2 separate regions of the Podarcis muralis genome follow, and region 2 is linked to region 1. A link is a contact called in public Hi-C data. All regions are on one chromosome and are shown on one strand. The core of a region is the stretch at or near the end of the contact, and the rest is flanking DNA. Distances in the headings are between cores, read along the strand shown.

The links. Hi-C and Micro-C count contacts between places; a contact is called where the count stands out from the background.
Region 2: a contact with region 1 is called in a Hi-C map of blood, with 2.4 times the contacts expected there. The contact joins the promoter of CWF19L2 here to the promoter of MSANTD4 in region 1. A contact is called at or near these places in 2 of 3 Hi-C or Micro-C datasets (blood and tail).

What each region holds. Positions count from the first base shown.
Region 1 is chr4:22,372,438-22,376,659 of rPodMur119.hap1.1, forward strand. It overlaps MSANTD4 (Myb/SANT DNA binding domain containing 4 with coiled-coils), which reads right to left and starts at 1,403. Exons shown (of 3, transcript XM_077927031.1): 1 at 1,289-1,403.
Region 2 is chr4:23,083,496-23,087,961 of rPodMur119.hap1.1, forward strand. CWF19L2 (CWF19 like cell cycle control factor 2) reads right to left here and starts at 2,442. Exons shown (of 18, transcript XM_077927041.1): 1 at 2,286-2,442. The coding sequence starts at 2,369.

The sequences.
Region 1 (4,222 bases), core at 153-2,652:
GCAACCACTAAGTTTCAATCTACTTTTAAAGGACACCCTTAAAAAAAAAAAACTAATTGTAAAGAGAAAACAAGCACTGTGGGTGAGAGTTTGGCCCAGAAATTATTGTGCAATTTCCCATCTTGCAGCAATTTACAAACAGGTATGTAGGGATACTTGCCGATCTAAAGGTCGGCAGTTCGAATCCCCGCGGCGGGGTGCGCTCCCGTTGCTCGGTCCCAGCGCCTGCCAACCTAGCAGTTCGAAAGCACCCCCGGGTGCAAGTAGATAAATATCCCACTTACTAGCGGGAAGGTAAACGGCGTTTCCGTGTGCGGCTCTGGCTCGCCAGAGCAGCGATGTCACGCTGGCCACGTGACCCGGAGTGTCTCCGGACAACGCTGGTCCCCGGCCTCTTGAGTGAGATGGGCGCACAACCCTAGAGTCTGTCAAGACTGGCCCGTACGGGCAGGGGTACCTTTACCTATGTAGGGATAATTCGAAAAAGGAATATGGGGGAGGAACAGGAAGATGAAAGAAGCAGATAAGGTATCAGAGGGCAACCCTCCCCAGCTGCCCTAGGAAGTGAACTCTTGCTCTCCAGCGGGGCTGTTGCTTTAGCTTTCGAGTAGGCAGTCCTTGGTGCAGCCACTGTGTTTTATACACGTCGCACGCCACTCCAACGGCTCTGGTAGAAAGAATGGGGATTTAAATCCAACAAAACAGCAAAAACACAACGACAATAGCGACGGCAGCATCCCTCACCAGGACCGGCGCGGCCCATTCTCGGGGCTCCTTCGGTGGACGAGGAAAATGAGGGGCCGCCGCGGTTCACCTTCACACAAGACACACACACACCCCGCTTTGAATTTGAACGTGTGGAGATGTTACGAAGCGTCGTCGTCGGCGAATATTATCCACGGGAAAACGGGTGGGGCGCGGGGAGGCTGCGCACCTGGCGCCCCCCGGCCACGCCACGCGATGGCGGAAGAGGGGAAGGAAGCCCGTGAGGGAAACAGCGGCGGCGCGTGAACCGAGGCAGGGGTGGGAGAAGGCGGAGGAAAAGAGCCGAGCTCCCCCCCCCCACACATACACACACACACACACACCATAGCCAGGGAACTGGGATCTACCCCGGCGCTCCCTCACAGGCGGACGCGGCTCCTCCCCTTCCTTCCTCCCTCCCTCCTTCCCTCAGCAGCGCAAGAGCGACTCACCTGCGCGCACCGCTCCCCCTTCCGAACAGCCGGCCTTTTGACCCACCCCCACCCGCCTGCCGCGGCCGCCGGCGAGGCCGCCTGTCACTCACCCATCCACGCGGCGCTCCGATTGGACGGCGCCGCGCGCTCGCCACCCGCTCGCGCTCCCCAACGGTTCCAACCGCCTCCTTTCCCCAACTCGCGCAACTATGCCCGCCACGCCCCCACCCGCTCGCTCGCTCGCTCTCTCTCGCGTTCTGACCCGTCTCCCGCCTATTGGTCGCGGCGGCAGCTTGTCAACGAGCATGGCTTCCGTCATTGGTGGAGGAGACGAAAAGAGGCGGTTCTTTTCGCGGCGCCTTCCGAGGAGAGGGAGAAAGGGCGGGTGAGGGGGCGCAGGCGAGGCAGCGGGTTGAGGAGGAGGGAGGGAAGTCGGCGGGCCTTTCCTAGGTACGGGCGCAGAGGTTGGTTCCAGATTATGAAGGGTCGGAGAGGAGGAGTCGGTCTTCGCCCGTGTCACTCCTCACCGAGACGGAAAAGGGCGGGCAAAGGGCGGTGGATCCCGTTTGTGATTTTTGGGATACCGCTCTGGACAGGATTGGATCACCTCAGAGCGCGCGCAAGTTGCGCACCCCTGCCCGCTGCGTTACCGCCTACCTGAGCGGCGCAGCTGGGAGGGTTGGATGCGATCCCCAATTCTGCAGCTCCAAAGAGCTTTATAAATTATAAACATACTTTATAAATTAACAGCATTTAAAAAATAAAAAAAAGCTTCAGGATGACTTATTGGGTGCAAATATTTGTGTACACTACATTCGTAGTTTACAAAGTAACCAGTTGTTGCTGGTGTTTGCATTTCCCTGCGCACATCTGCTTCCATTGCAGCATGCACACCCCATCCCGTACTGGCTGATTGCATTTGCCTCCTACGATCCTCGATCCTCGGCAATGGAGAAGTCCCAAACCTTTGCAGCATGCATGCGCCGTGTTTGGATGTTCAGTTTGCGCGTGTGTAAACGATCACTCAATTCGGGAGGGTAGTGGCAGGAGCATGGAGGAGACAGGAAAGAGTATCTGTCTTGCAATGCAGGAGGTCCCAAGTTCAATCCCAGGTAGAATCTGGAGGGCTTTCTTCTTGAAACTCTGGAGAGCTGTTGACAGTGCTGAGGAAGGTGGGCCAAAGGTCTGACTTGGCAGCTTTCCGATGTGGTGGCTACGAGCTGGGAAGACAACATCATCTTGCAGTCCCCCACCCTTACTGTGGGCAAGGTAGTAGCAGCAGGCCCAGGGTTCTGCAAGTCACATCCTCCAGAAAAAAACACCAGAAAGAGGGAGGATGAACAAGTGCAGAATTCTCTGTAAAGAGCAGCCACAATTCCTTCCTTCTTCCTCTATTTCATCCTGCCCCAGCCCTCCTTACCCTGACAGCAACCTTGTGCAAAGCAAGGGAAGCAAGGGGTTGGTAGACCCACCCCCTCAGAGGGAGGAGGCAGGAAAGTCTGATTTTAACAGTATACCAAGGATTGAAAATGGGATGCGGGTGGCGCTGTGGTCTAAACCACAGAGCCTTGGGCTTACCGATCAGAAGGTTGGCAGTTTGAATCCCCGCAACGGGGTGAGCTCCCATTGCTTGGTCCCTGCCCCTGCCAGCCTAGCAGTTTGAAGGCACATCAAAGCGCAAGTAGATAAATAGGTACCGCTCCAGGCGGGAAGGTAAACGGCGTTTCCGTGCACTGCTCTGGTTCGCCAGAAGTGGCTTAGTATGCGGACAAACGCCGGCTCCCTTGGCCAGTAAAGCGAGATGAGTGCCGCAACCCCAGAGTCGTCCGCGACTGGACTTAACTGTCAGGGGTCCCTTTACCTTTACCTAAGGGTTGAAAAGCATTTTATAAGTGATCAACACTATCACTTCACTCAGTGCAGGCCAGAGATAGAGGGTGAGCAAACAGAGGGAGTGGCAGTGGCTGTTTCCTTATACTGGTCCTGGGCGTTAAATAGGAAGTTCATACTTGTTTTGATGGTTCTATAGCTTTCCTAGGGTTTTAATGTAGATCTTTCACACTCCATTTGGGGCCAAGAAGTGGGAATGCCACCAGGCAACATTTCTGAGACTTCCAGAGCTTATATTATTCTTTTGAACATTGATCATAACTATTTCTCACCTTTGAGTTTTACACCCCAATCCCAAATACATTTTCTTAAAAGTTTTGATTACAACTGAACTTACTTTCAGGTACGTGTTAAAACGAGCTTAATCATTTATTCAGAAGGAAATCTCTGCAGCATTCATTCTTCATTGTAAGGAAAATGCTAAATTTAGGTATATGGAGGTGGTTCTTCATTGTGAGATAGAGCAGAAGCCTAACATACTAGTTCAATTGCTCAGTGTTTTTATTCTGCAGATTAATGAACATTCCAGCACTCACACAGGTACAGACATACTTCTGTCACTTCAAGTAGCTTGTAGCACAGTTACAAATACTTTAAAGATTATTTCCTTCTGCATATCAACGGCTAACCAGGGACGTCACTTCCTTCAGGGATTTTGGGGATAATTATAGTCAAATGACCAAGAACACTCCTGTGTCAAAATAAAGCCTTCCCCCACACCTTCCTGCCTCAAAATGGAAGGTGCCTAGGATCCCACCGAGAGTAATGATGCTAAAGTGAACCCCAGAGACACCTGTGGGGCCATTTCCTCTGGCAAAAAGTGAAGGCAACTGTGATTCAGATGATCCAGGAGGAAGCTCCAAGAGGAGGAGCAGAATCCAATGTGGCAGCAGGAAATTGCAGGAAGTTCAACAATTTTGCTCTGGACCCTAGAAACACCCTCACCCAACCTCAAAAACTGGGTGGAGTAAAAGTACCTCAGATGTAGAAGACTCGGAGCAGCAGCAGAAAGGTAGCAGCTAGTACTCTGGGAGCAAGGAGGAGTGCCTAGCAACATGTAGTGCTCAACTCTCAGGTGTGGTGGCCATTCTCTACCACTGATGAGTAGTGTTCAAGGAGGAGCAACAGGCACCTTTGCAGCAGGTGAGCTAGCT
Region 2 (4,466 bases), core at 1,192-3,691, 710 kb after region 1:
AACCAGAGCAGCGCATGGAAACACCGTTTACCTTCCCGCTGGAGTGGTACCTATTTATCTACTTGCACTTTGATGTGCTTTCGAACTGCTAGGTTGGCAGGAGCAGGGACCAAGGAACGGGAGCTCACCCCGTTGCGGGGATTCGAACCGCCGACCTTCTGATCAGCAAGTCCTAGGCTCTGTGGTTTAACCAACAGCGCCACCCGCGTCCCTACACTCCACTACTTTGAGGCTATACTCGATTCATGAGAAAGACTTCGGGAGCAAACCCTGAGGAAAATCTGTAGCTGCTGCCTTTCAGGACATCTTCAGGAGAAGAAAAAGCTAAGAAGTAAACCCTACACAATTCCAGAGTGGAGTCCCTAAGATGGTTGGATGGCGCCTTGTATGCCTCCTTCCAACAATTCCTGCAGTCAAGCTAGAGCCAAATGTATTGCTCTGCTTTCCTTTGCACCACATCACCAAGGCCGAAAGGGTGGGGACTTGTCATATGGGCAGCCCAGGCTTGTGCCCCACAAAGGTCATCTGCAACTATCATCTGAGACCCATCACCATGGTCCCCATCAACAAGAGGTCAGAAGCTGGAAACACAAGAATGGTCCTTTTCAGTGGTAGCTCCCCACTTATGGGGAATGCTCCACCCAGGGAGGATCACCTAGCACCATTTTGATTAATTTTTAAGCACCTGGCAAAACTTTTTCTTTTTACCTGGGCTTTTCACCCTTATTTGAAGGGTTTCAAGAACTTGTGACCTCTTTTAATGGGGCAGGTTCCATAAGACCTCTCTTTTATTGGAATAGATTTTTTTAAAGCCTTTTCATTGGCTTGCTTCTTTTAAATGGTTCTAGCAGTAATACCGTGCTGTAAGTCATTTTGAGTCACTTTTATGAGTAAAGCAAGTAATAAATATAAATAATTATAACGAAGTTGGATGTCATCACCCCCAGATTCGCCTCCCAACAGCTTCATATAGATGTGAAACAGAATGTATGACAAGATCAATCTCTACTGAATATCTCCCCCAAAGGATAAACCCCACAGAACCAACCGACAATCAACCAAAGCTATCCTCATATTACTTGTGCTTTTCTAAACATTTTCCAGCCCTCCAGCTTCCTTTTTAAGGTGTGGAAACTAGTACTGTACACAGCACTTCAAGTTCAGTCACAACATAGATGTGCATGGTGGCATTATGACATCGGTGGCTTTGTTTTTAATCCCTTTCCTAACAATCCTTAACACACAATTCATCTATTTGGTGCACGTGCAATCACCACACTGGACAAAATTATGAAGGGGGGGTTTACAAACAATTTCTTTCACACAAGTAACTTTTGTGTAGGAAAGCTATGTGATGTACAAAGCAACACTTAGGACCGGTTAACCCCTAGTACAGTGGTACGTTCCGGAGCCCCGTTCGCATGCAGAAGCAAACGCAACTTGCGTCCGCAGGTCGTGATTTGCTGCTTCCACGCATGCGCGTGACGTCATTTTGACCGTCTGCGCATGCGCGAGCGGCGAAACCCTGAAGTAACACGCTCCATTACTTCCGGGTCGCCGCAGCGCGCAACCCGAAAATACTTATCCCGAAGCTACTTCAACCTGAGGTATGACTGTAGGTGGAAATGCATACACAGAAACCACAGAAGTTCAGCCGATAAATGCGCAGGTGATAAACGTATATCCCGGCCCTGTGATCTTCGGATGAAGGGTACTTCCTGAATTCAACTTAAAAAAATATAAGACCTAAGGATTCATAGATGGAGACAAACGTCCTCATGAAGATGTCCTAAATGTAAGAGGGCAGCCCCAAAAAAAGATAAACCCGCATTGGCTTGTCACTAGTTTTAACTGCAATTGCTCCTCTCCCACCTCCTCACCCAAGGACTCCTGCGGTTTGGGAAGGGTGCTCAGAACTACCACGCAGGGGTCCTTAGCCCCACTCCGAGAACTACATTTCCCAGAGTTCTCGGGGATACTTCCTGCAATCACAGAGGAATTTAAACATGTCCTGCCGTTGCAGAGAGCTGCTGTTCCGAAATAGGGAAATGGCCCTATTACCTGGGGGAGGGGGGGCGATTCAAAACAAGGGCTGAAGGGGGGTGGGGGAGCGAGAACCTCATGTTATTTACACAATGAAGACAAAAAAGGGGTGAAAAACGTCCCCTCGACGCTTGAATGGGCGCGGAGGGAAGAGAGAAAGGAGGAGGAGAAGGAGGGTTCCTTCGGAAGTGGGGTGAGCACAGGGCCCAGCAACGGGCTGACAAGCCGAGCCGGTCCGTCACCTGCTGTAGCAGCGCCTCGCGGTGGCGGCGCCTCTCTTCCTTGCGCGCCGCCAGAGTCCTCTCGCTTTCAAACCCGGACGCCATGCTTGTTAAGGGAAAACGCCGAGCGCCGCCGTAAAGCAAACCGGCCCCTCTTTCCGGGTCCTGCACTCCGCGCTAGTACGCGTGCGCAAGCATGTAAAGAAGCGACGTAAAAAAAACTGCGAGGGACGGAGGGAGGAGCGAAAGGTTACGTCAATGGTCTCCTCCTCCTGCTCCTCGCGCGTGCTCAATGTTCCTAGGCGTTGCCATGGAGCCCCTTTTCCTGGTTGCCTGGAGGGCAGCGTTCGAACTGATGACGTCCTGCAGCTGGATGCAGAGGCGCCACCAGCCTTGGTCAAATGAAGGAAACAGCCCAAGGCTTCATTAGGGAGTTACTGTTTTCCTTTCTCTTTAAAAAGAAAGAGAGGGAGATCATCTCAGCGGCATTATTTATTCATTACTATTTGTTACATTTGTTAGTCGCTTTTTTTTCTTGCACAAGGCAAAACCCAAAGCGACTTGCAACCAAAAAAAACCAACCTCACATAAATACAGTGGTACCTCGGGTTACATACGCTTCAGGTTACAGACTCCACTAATCCAGAAATAGTGCTTCAGGTTAAGAACTTTGCTTCAGGATGAGAACAGAAATCGTGTTCCGGGGGCGCAGCGGTAGCAGGAGGCCTCATTAGCGAAAGTGGTGCTTCAGGTTAAGAACAGTTTCAGGTTAAGAACGGACCTCCTGAACGAATTAAGTACTTAACCCGAGGTACCACTGTACAATAAAGCCAAGGAGAGGTGAAATGCATTGAAAACATCCCACCCAATGTTGGACCAAGACTGAGGCGATGTAGATTCAAAACCCCACTTCAACCATGAAGCTCACTAGGGGATACTGGACCTGTTACTCCCTCTTCACCTAACTTGCAGGGCTGTTATTAACATAAGGATGTTTGAAGAGAAGACAAGCTTCACAAGAAAATGTCGGCGGGGGGTGGGGGTGGAATCTAGCTTAAATAATTTGAAAGATTTTCTAGAAAAATAGATGCCAGTACTCACCATGAAGTTGTTGCAGTAAGTGCCAAACTTTTTAACAACAACAAAAGAGGTGTCGGTACTGTGCCCTTGAGTACGCCCTGAAAGGGTAGCAGTTTCTACAGTGTGTGTCCTTAAAGGTTAACTTTCAAGATATTTAAGCTAGATTTCCCCCTTGACATTTTCTTGTGATGCTTGTCTTCTCTTCAAACACCCTTAGACACGTAACATTACACGTTGAAGTTGCTTCCCACTGCATATTTTAAAAACGATTTCCTCTTAGACACCTAATCACAAGGGGGTGGGCACAGAAGTTGGATTAGGCATCTGAGACCCAGATAATGTAACAGGGCTAATTATATACCATTCCATCGCAGCCACACATACTTTACTTTCAAATCCAAGTTGTTCCTTAGAGGTGTGGTTCTAAGTTGGCCAGGTTGTCTTTCTGTCACCCTCCACTGATTCAGGTAACTTATTGCAAGCATTGATCATGGAATCATTGAATTGTAGAGTTGGAAGGGACCTCAAGAGCCATCTAGTCTAACATCTTGCAATGCTAGGAATCTCAAATAGATCATACATGACAGATGGCTGCTCAACCTCTGCTTAAAAGCATCCAATGAAGGAGAGTCCACAACCTCCCGAGGGAGACCAGTCCAACGAGGAACAGCTCTTATTACCAGAAAGTTCTTCCTGATGTTTAGTCAGAATCTCCTTCCTTGTAACTTGAAGCCATTGGTTTGAGTCCTACCCTCCAGAGCAGGAGAAAACAAGCTTATTCCATCTTCCTTGTGACTGCCCTTCAGATATTTGAAGATGGCTATCATATCTCCCCTCAGTCTCTTCTTTTCCAGGCTTAACATACTCAGCTGTTCCTCATAAGGCTTAGATACATTCCAGCTTGTCAACATCCTTCATAAATTGTGGTGCCCAGAACGGGACACAGTATAACAGTGTCATCTGCAGATTTGATGACCATCCCCTCAATTCCTTCATCCAAGTCATTTATAAAGATTTTGAACAACAATGGGCCCAGGACAGAACCCTGTAGCACCCCACTTGTCACTTTTTTCCAGGATAATGCTTTATTTCCAACATGGAGGAAATCCTAAAGGGAGCGGG